3 separate regions of the Sus scrofa genome follow, and regions 1 and 3 are each linked to region 2. Evidence: chromatin contacts called from public Hi-C data. All regions are on one chromosome and are shown on one strand. The core of a region is the stretch at or near the end of the contact, and the rest is flanking DNA. Distances in the headings are between cores, read along the strand shown. Region 1 has its middle 83 kb from the start of WDR75. Region 2 overlaps GULP1 (PTB domain-containing engulfment adapter protein 1). Region 3 has its middle 93 kb from the start of COL5A2.

Region 1 (2,700 bases), core at 34-2,533, 690 kb after region 2:
ACTATAGATGTCAACACCCATTTTTGTTTTGATTGTGGAGGTATACATGTATATTTCACAAGGCATATTCCATAGTAAAAATCATCACATACATATCACATGCTAAAGGACTAAATCAGGAAAGTATTTTTAATATAAATAAAAAATATGATATAATGAATTGCTACTTGATTTTTCCCATTTTTAACATTAAATATAATTTGAAATATTATTTTTCAAATACACACACACACACACACACGTGGCAAGTCAAGAAACCACACATACACATGGCAAGTCAAGAAACCACAGTTTTTAACAAACGGGATTTTAATGGAGGGAATTGTTTTCACAGGTGTTAGAGGGCTGAACAAGCAAAAAGGGAAAACCAAGGTAACCCAGGAAGCAGCCACCCCGCCTGAGGTTAGACGACCAAAAGGGAAATGGCGAGGCTAACCAGAATCTCGGAGCTAAAAGAACAAGGCCCCAGATTTGATGCTTTAAGGAAGGTGTTTGGGCTGCCTGCTGCTGGTACCTCTGTGGGAATAGGATGAGGCTGGCTCTGGAAGTGCCAAAAGGAACTGGAGGCTGGAGTCACTCCCAAAGGTTGATGATTAGGAAATGTGCCATTTTGGAACTTCAGCCAAGAAGAATGGTACAAATTTAAAAACTGGAAGAAAGTCTTATCTCATATCCTACTACTCATCCCCAATACTTTCAAGTTCCACTTTAATGACTCTAAAATTTGAGGAACAAAGTTTGCAGAGTCACAGCCCTAGCATTACAGAGTAGAGTCAGAAAGGAGGACATGGAGCTGAGAGACAACAGATAAGTAACTAACACAACTTATTTACTCAGAAAAGTGGAGGTTAACTGCATTGTAGTTAACTGCACAAAAATTAACATTGAAGAAAGTACATTAGAGAATGCAAGAATTATGGAGATTTATACATATACAAATAAGTATGTTAGAGCAGAAAAAAAGAAAACTATCCCATGTTTAAGGAATAACATGCAGAAAGAAGGAGGAAGACAAAGAAAATTTAGACTGCATGGAAAAGATCTCTATTAAAAAAGGGAAATGGCACTGGTATAAATATAATAATTACAACATTAAAACTCTAAGTAATTGACTACACCTCAAAAAAAAGTTATATGTATAGTATATTAGTGCTAAAGACCATCATGAAATGTCCCACATAATCATGGCCTCAAATTTAGTATTACTGGGCTCATATGCTCATGAGAAAACACTACTCATAAAGTGCCCTGAAGTTAAAATAGACCAACAGTGACATCTGCTGCTGCGGACTTACTTTGAAAAGGGCCAGTCTCAACACTTTAAAGTCTCCTGCCAAGACACAGGACTTCTGCTGTGATGAGTCAGCACTTCTGGAACCCATGTTTGTCATCTGTGTATTAGAAGCTTTGCTAAGCCAAGAAAGAACATGGGAAAATGAGAGAATATTTGAAAATGTAACTAAAACAAACAAAAAACAGTGGGGTGGAGGCATAAGTGATGAGAAAAAGAGGCTTCATATTGTCTTTTCTCATCCTGTTTTTCCTTTGGCTAAGTTAAGTCCACATTAATTTTGTAGTTGTCAGCAAGCATGAGCATGTCCTCAGTAAAAAGAAAGATTAACTGTAGCCAGCTTCAGTGGATTCCAACACAAAATTTACAGCATGATATCCAGACCAGAAAAGAAAAAAAGTCAAATGATCAAAGGAGAGTATGTGGGCAATATTTGGAGTTACTCTTACTTCGGAAACCTCTTCCTACGTTGATTATACCTCCTTCAACATCTGCTAACCCTCAGGCTTTTACTTTTCTAAAAGCCAAACGAGCAGAAGGTTTGAATCAAACATCATGGCTTTTAAAAATACAAATAATCACCAGAGTAAAGTGGTCAGTGGGGCTCATTTACATAAACTAATAAGTATTAGTTCAAGAAAATCATGGGTTAATTTATTTGCTCAAGAAAAAAAAATAGCAACTGATACTGAATCCCAATTCCAGTTATTACGAAAAAAGATGAACAAGAAAGGCAGACAGTGCAGTGAAGGAGAACTGAATTAGGAATTCTGACTTGTAATACAAGTTCTGACCACTCACTAAATGCATTTCCTTAAGGAAATCAATAACCTCTCTGGGCCTCAGCTTTCTCTTCCATAGTAGGAAAGGACTGGACTACATGAAAGATCGAAAATGGGTTTCAGGAGTTCTTATCATGGCATAGTGGAAACAAATCCAACTAGGAACCATGAGGTTGCCGGTTCAATCCCTGGTCTCGCTCAGTGGATTAAGGATCTGGCATTGCCATGAGCTGTGGTGTAGGTCGCAGACGTGGCTCGGATCTGGCGTTGCTGTGGCTCTGGCATAAGCCGGCAGCTACAGCTCCGATTAGACCCCTAGCCTGGGAACCTCCATATGCCGCAGGTGTGGCCCTAAAAAGACAAAAAAAAAAAAAAAAAATGGGTTTCAACTCATTTTCCTTCTTTCTTTAACTGGCAATGTCTGGTTACCAATTCTAAAGCTGCACCCGGACCTAATGGAAAAGCTGCTAACAAACTAGGAGGGTCTGCTGTAAGCAATATAAACTTGGAGGGGCAGAGTTCATGTCACATATACACAAAGTTCAGGCTAAATTATCTCTCATTTTCTGCAGCTATAAATCCTGCCATTAGCTGTTGTTTTTAGTGCACACAATGTTTCAGCTATAC
Region 2 (2,700 bases), core at 92-2,591:
TTTTTTTTTTTTTTTGGTCTTTTTGCCTTTTCTAGGGCTGCTCCCTGTGCAGCATATGGAGGTTCCCAGGCTAGGGGGTCTAATCAGAGCTATAGCCACTGGCCTATGCCAGAGCCACAGCAACGTGGGATCCAGCCATGCCTGCAACCTACACCACAGCTCACGGCAACGCTGGATCCTTAACCCACTGAGCAAGGCCACTGATCGAACCTGCAACCTCATGGTTCCTAGTCAGATTCGTTAACCACCGCGCCACGAGGGGAACTCCTGGAAATCCAAGATTAAGTTGACAGAAGCAGGCAAGGTTTCTTCCAAGGCTTTTCTCTTTGGCTTGCAAATGGCAGCCCATCTGCTGCCTCTTAACATGGTTGTCTGTGTGCACACACCCTTAGGGTCTCTTTGTGTGTCCAATTTCCTCTTCTTTTAAGGACACAAGTCAGGTTGGATCAGAAACCACCCTGAAGATCTTATTTTAACTTAATCACCTCTTTCAAGCCTTATCTCCAAATACAGTCACATTCTCAGGCAAGGGGAATTAAGGCTTTACCATATATGTTTGAGAGGAACATAATTCAGCCTATAACACTGTATAAAATTAAAGTTCCTGTATTTAAGAGCTTTTCCTCCTACAGATCCAATGAGAAAAAAAGTTGAAAATATAATCTATTCTAGATTCATATTTATTAATATGTACTAATATGTTGTGAATGTGAATTTTTTTCACCTAAAATTCCTATGTTTAAGCCTAATCAGCAATGTGACTATATTTGGAGATAGAGCCTGTAGGGTAATTAAAGTTAAATGATGTCTTAATTGGGCCTTAATCCAGTAAGGCTACTGTCCTTACAATAAGAGAAAGAGACACCAGGGGTTTGTGAGCACAGAGGAAAAGCAATGTGAGGACACAGCAAGAAGATAGGCATCTGCAATCCAAAGGGCAAGACTTCAGCAGAAACCAAACCTTCCAACACCTTGACCTTCGACTTTTAGCCTCCAGAACTGTGAGGAAATACATTTCTGTTGTTGAAGTCACCCAGCCTGTGGTATTTTGTTATGGCAGCCCTAAAAAATAAATATAGTACTTTATTCACAGAACCTCAGAATTACTGTTTAGTAATGTTGGTAAACCACTGAAAGTCAGTTTGGAAAAATTGACTAACGTTCAACTCCAATTATTTTTCAAATATATATTATCAATACTTTCTTTTAATAATGTAGTATGCTTACTGACAAATTAATTCAACATGAAAGCCCAAGGAAACCCTGGACTATAAAAAGGTTATGAAAATATTTTTACAGATCTTGGAGTACCCTTGCAGCACGGTGGGTTAAAGATCAGCTTATGTCACTGCTGTGGCATGGGTGTGATCCCTGGTCCAGGAACTTCCATGTGACTCAGCCCTGTGAATGAATGAATCAATCAATAAATAAATAAATAAAATTGTTTCACAGGTCTGCAGTTTTCACTAGTCCAGGTTTGCCACTGATACCTTCAATCTATGTGCTTAACAACCCCTGACAATGTCTTGCTCTTCACAGTGGACTAGCAGTATCTGCATCACCTGGAAGCTTGTTAGAACCGTAAAAACGCAGGCCCTGTTCCAGACTTACTAAATCTGTAATTCAAGAAGAAACACAGTACCTACCATGCACGCTAAAGTTTGAGGAGTTCTAGTATAGTGCACAGACTGCTGGCTACATGCAGTAGCCTTCCCTTTCAAATTATAATCCGTGGAATACTTGCATCAAAATGCCTGAGACATTTGCAAAAATAAGTCCTACCCCATATCTTAGCCTACAGAATAGCCATGGAGATTTTGCCTTTTTAATATGTTTGAGGACAGCTGGACAATGGCATGGATGCACCCACAGTTACTGTTCAATTCCAACTTAAAGAATAATTACATTCCTTCAAACCTTTCAAACCATGAATTTAAGACCTCCCATAGCTGTTCTAACTTCCTCCCATTCTCTATACTCGATATTAAATAATAATTAAAGAGTTGGAGACTTCACTTTGGTTATGGTTATCCCACGATTACTATTGCCAAGATGGCTGAAAGCAGACAAAAGAAGTCATGGTGAAAGGAAACTAAATATATAGTTTTATATATATATAGTTTGCCAGGAAACAAGGCAGTTGCAAATGAGGAATTATCTACTGAACGGTGTGTCTGCTGAGATGAATTCATTAGGTAAATGGTAGTTACTAAAGAACAGTAGGCTGAGGAAGCCATAAACTACAGAGAGACAATTCAGCCAAAAGTGTAGCAACGAATGAAAAAGAAAAACAATCCTAGTCCTGCATATCCTTTTTAAAATCAAGTGCATGTCCAATTAGAACAGGTCATTTGTAGACAGTGTTTGTGTTTAAAGTTTTTTCTAAACCATATGGGTCAGTTTTGGAGTGTATGTGTGTAATTTATGAATAGATAATTTCTTACATGAATTTTAGGACTTGCTAAACACACCTTGAAATATGTAGGCCTGATAATACATGTTATGTATCTTCTACACGTGTTCTTGTTTGTTTTGATTAGAAACTACCAATAATATATCCTAGACCATAAGAATTTCACCAATACCATAATCTATAAATTATAATCTACTAAACCATTCTTCCGTTATTGAGCATTTAGAATGCTTCATTTTTTCAGTAATTAATACAGAGTTTAAGTATTAGGAAAATACAAATATGAT
Region 3 (2,700 bases), core at 131-2,630, 640 kb after region 2:
GTGTGTGTATGAGAGAGTGAGACTAGGAAAGTGTTCTCTTGAGGCTATATCTTTTAAAGAGGGAGAAAAATAAAATGCAAAGCAAGACACAGTGAATCTCTCTACTGGATGCTATCTTTGAATGTGAGCATTGTCTTCTGAGATAGGCCACCATGACAAAAATTGGCACTGTCCCCCTAATGCCAGACAATATGTCAAAACTTCCCCAAGGTGTGAAAAATCACAACTCTACTTTACTTATAAAACAGGGCTTGTAATTCTAGGTCTTGTGCCTCTAGAGAAAGTTAAGACAATTTGAAAAGGTCTTTTGAGTTCTAACTAATAAACTACATTCATAACGCAATTTCTCATTTGTATCATTTCATCTGATGCTCACAAAAATCCTATAAGATAGAAAAAGCAAGAAATATTATATTCATTTCATATAAAGAAAAACTGGGCTTGAGCTAAAATAACTGATTTCCAGAAGATCACAACTACCAAGGTGGGACTAGAATGATCAGCTAACTTGACATCTTCGTAGTGGGGACACCAATTCTGACCAGGCACAGTGTCAAAGATATAACTTAATTTCAGAATAACTGACAAAGTGGTCCTTTGAAATAAAAGAGAAATGATTTTTAAAGATACATATTTCTGAGAAATTCCTTTGATAAAACAGAATGTCCCTCATAAATTAATTTATCACTACTATAATATTTTTCTATATTTTTATCTTATTATTTATAACCAGAGAATCTTTGCATGAAGCAAATGAACCACCAGCTGAGGCATGAACATTTCTGGTTGAACATATCATTTAATTAGAATGTTGTCTGTCCCCTCAAATGTTCTTACTGAACCCATTTATGTCAGCATTCTAACATCCCTTTTGGTATGTGTTTCTGACACTATTTTATTTCACTGGGCAGCCATTTAGTACTTTGAAACTAGTGCCTGGATTCTTGGGGTGGCCTAAGGGTGACTCCACAGAAACTCATCACACGTGATAAAACAAATGACTGAAGAGAGCATTAAATGGCACGGGCAGGTCAGATTGCACAGTTTGGCATTGCATTTAGTAAATTATAGACAAGCAACTCTTAGTTGCATCCTAACTGTCCATTTTCAGATGATACTTCTGCCAAACACCAGATTACTAGGGCTGCATTAAAAAGCCCAAATAGCACATTCAAATTTGAAACTATAGGTCTTATTTATTTCGAGTTTTTCAGCTGGCAGACATGAAAAGCACTTTTGCACAGCAAAAGAAGATGAAGAAATAACTTACAGTGAATGGAAAATGTTAGGAAAGCGAGGGCTAGACAATTCTATGAGTCACTACTGAGATATCTAAAGGGATAGGGATTCCAGTCCACTCATTAAAGTGTGGGTTGAAACGTTGCTTTATTTTTCAAGAATTTCCATGGGAGGCACTTGGAGGGAAAAACAGGAGGTAGTCACACTTCACTACAGCCAGAAAAGGCATATCTTGAGAATGGTGAGCTGCTGGCACAACTTGAAGACACTCCATAGCATGGATGAGATTTCCAGTCTTAAATGATTTTAAGAGACTTTATGGCACTATTTTAAGTGAACCAAAAATCCTTCAAAAAAAAAAAAATGTGTTCTAAGTGAAAAAAGGTGGTTTCTCAAGTCATTTTTCATTTACTTCTGGGTTCATAAATTCAACAGAGTTTGTTTTGCCTAAAATTTTATCTCTGAAAATCTAACAAAGGGGGAAAATATTCTAAGATAGGAATTAAGTTTAGATTCACAGTATCTTTTTTCTAGGAAGAAAGTGTCATCTATTATTTTTTTCAAAAAAGAGGAGCAAAATGAAAATGAACCTAAAAAGAAATATTTACTTTGTGAATATTAATTTAGAGTTAATGCCATAATATCCATTACCTACTTTCTGGGAAAAAAAAATGATTTGTGCTTTTGAGATGATCTGCCTAAATTTGAGAAGAGTTCATTGCACCTGTGAGAGGCCATGCCTGGCACTAACTAGGAATACAGTACTAAGCTGGTTCTGTCACTTATCAGCTTAAGGATTCAGAGTCCTCCATAAAATAAGAAAATAATAGTACTTAATTCATAGAGTTATTGTGAAAGGGGTATAGCTCAATGGCAGAGCACTGGACTGCATAGTGTTATTGTAAATTTAAGTAAATAACATCCACAAAGTACATAGCACATAACAAATGGTAGTTGAATTAAAATTTCAAAAAAAATTTTTTTCCACAAAAAGCTAAAGAACAGCTGAATAAATAATGTTATTTGCTTTTCCGTCTTGGTTACTGGCCACTGAGATTTGACACAGATGCGGTACAGGCACACTGAACATAGGACCAGTGACTTGGGGAGGGATAAGAAGAGGGAAAGAGAGATGTAATCACTTGTAAGTGGAAAAGCCCCCTTTCGGGCACCTCCTTTACTCATTATGACCCCAGTCCTCTAACAGATGCCCTATCCCTACCTTCAAGAACTACTCCTCCTAAGACAAAACCTGTACACATGGAACAAGAAAACACGATTAGATACTAAAATGAGTGCTATCATAAGGGTTACAGTAGGTTCTTACTAAGAGACCATGTTTAATTACAAGTTTAGAGCCATACACAGAGCCAGCAGAAAAAGGAAATCATTATGATTACTCTTCTTAATGTATCTCATAATGCCATACTCTACTAATCTGGGAAAAAAAAAGTATCATGC

Evidence for each region. A called contact is a pair of places that touch in the nucleus more often than the background predicts.
Region 1: a Hi-C map of embryonic fibroblasts shows a contact between it and region 2, with 4 times the contacts expected there. The contact joins two enhancer-like sites. A contact is called at or near these places in 10 of 47 Hi-C or Micro-C datasets (adipocytes, embryonic fibroblasts, fetal skeletal muscle and 6 more) and 1 of 2 datasets of contacts at active chromatin or transcription factors (skeletal muscle).
Region 3: a contact with region 2 is called in a Hi-C map of embryonic fibroblasts, with 3 times the contacts expected there. The contact joins two enhancer-like sites. A contact is called at or near these places in 4 of 47 Hi-C or Micro-C datasets (embryonic fibroblasts, epiblast stem cells, skeletal muscle and 1 more).

The regions. Positions count from the first base shown.
Region 1 is chr15:93,896,753-93,899,452 of Sscrofa11.1, forward strand. It overlaps a transcript of COL5A2 not described here. Among named protein-coding and RNA genes, the nearest start is that of WDR75, 83 kb to the right of the region's middle. Within about 2 kb of position 1,284, at least 18 of the 83 cell types and tissues checked have an H3K27ac peak or open chromatin away from gene starts, as enhancers often do. A contact at or near this core is called in embryonic fibroblasts, where this site is marked.
Region 2 is chr15:93,206,065-93,208,764 of Sscrofa11.1, forward strand. The region is part of intron 6 of GULP1 (PTB domain-containing engulfment adapter protein 1); the gene reads left to right. Among named protein-coding and RNA genes, the nearest start is that of DIRC1, 210 kb to the right of the region's middle. Within about 2 kb of position 1,342, at least 4 of the 83 cell types and tissues checked have an H3K27ac peak or open chromatin away from gene starts, as enhancers often do. A contact at or near this core is called in embryonic fibroblasts, where this site is marked.
Region 3 is chr15:93,850,736-93,853,435 of Sscrofa11.1, forward strand. It overlaps a transcript of COL5A2 not described here. Among named protein-coding and RNA genes, the nearest start is that of COL5A2, 93 kb to the left of the region's middle. Within about 2 kb of position 1,381, at least 13 of the 83 cell types and tissues checked have an H3K27ac peak or open chromatin away from gene starts, as enhancers often do. A contact at or near this core is called in embryonic fibroblasts, where this site is marked.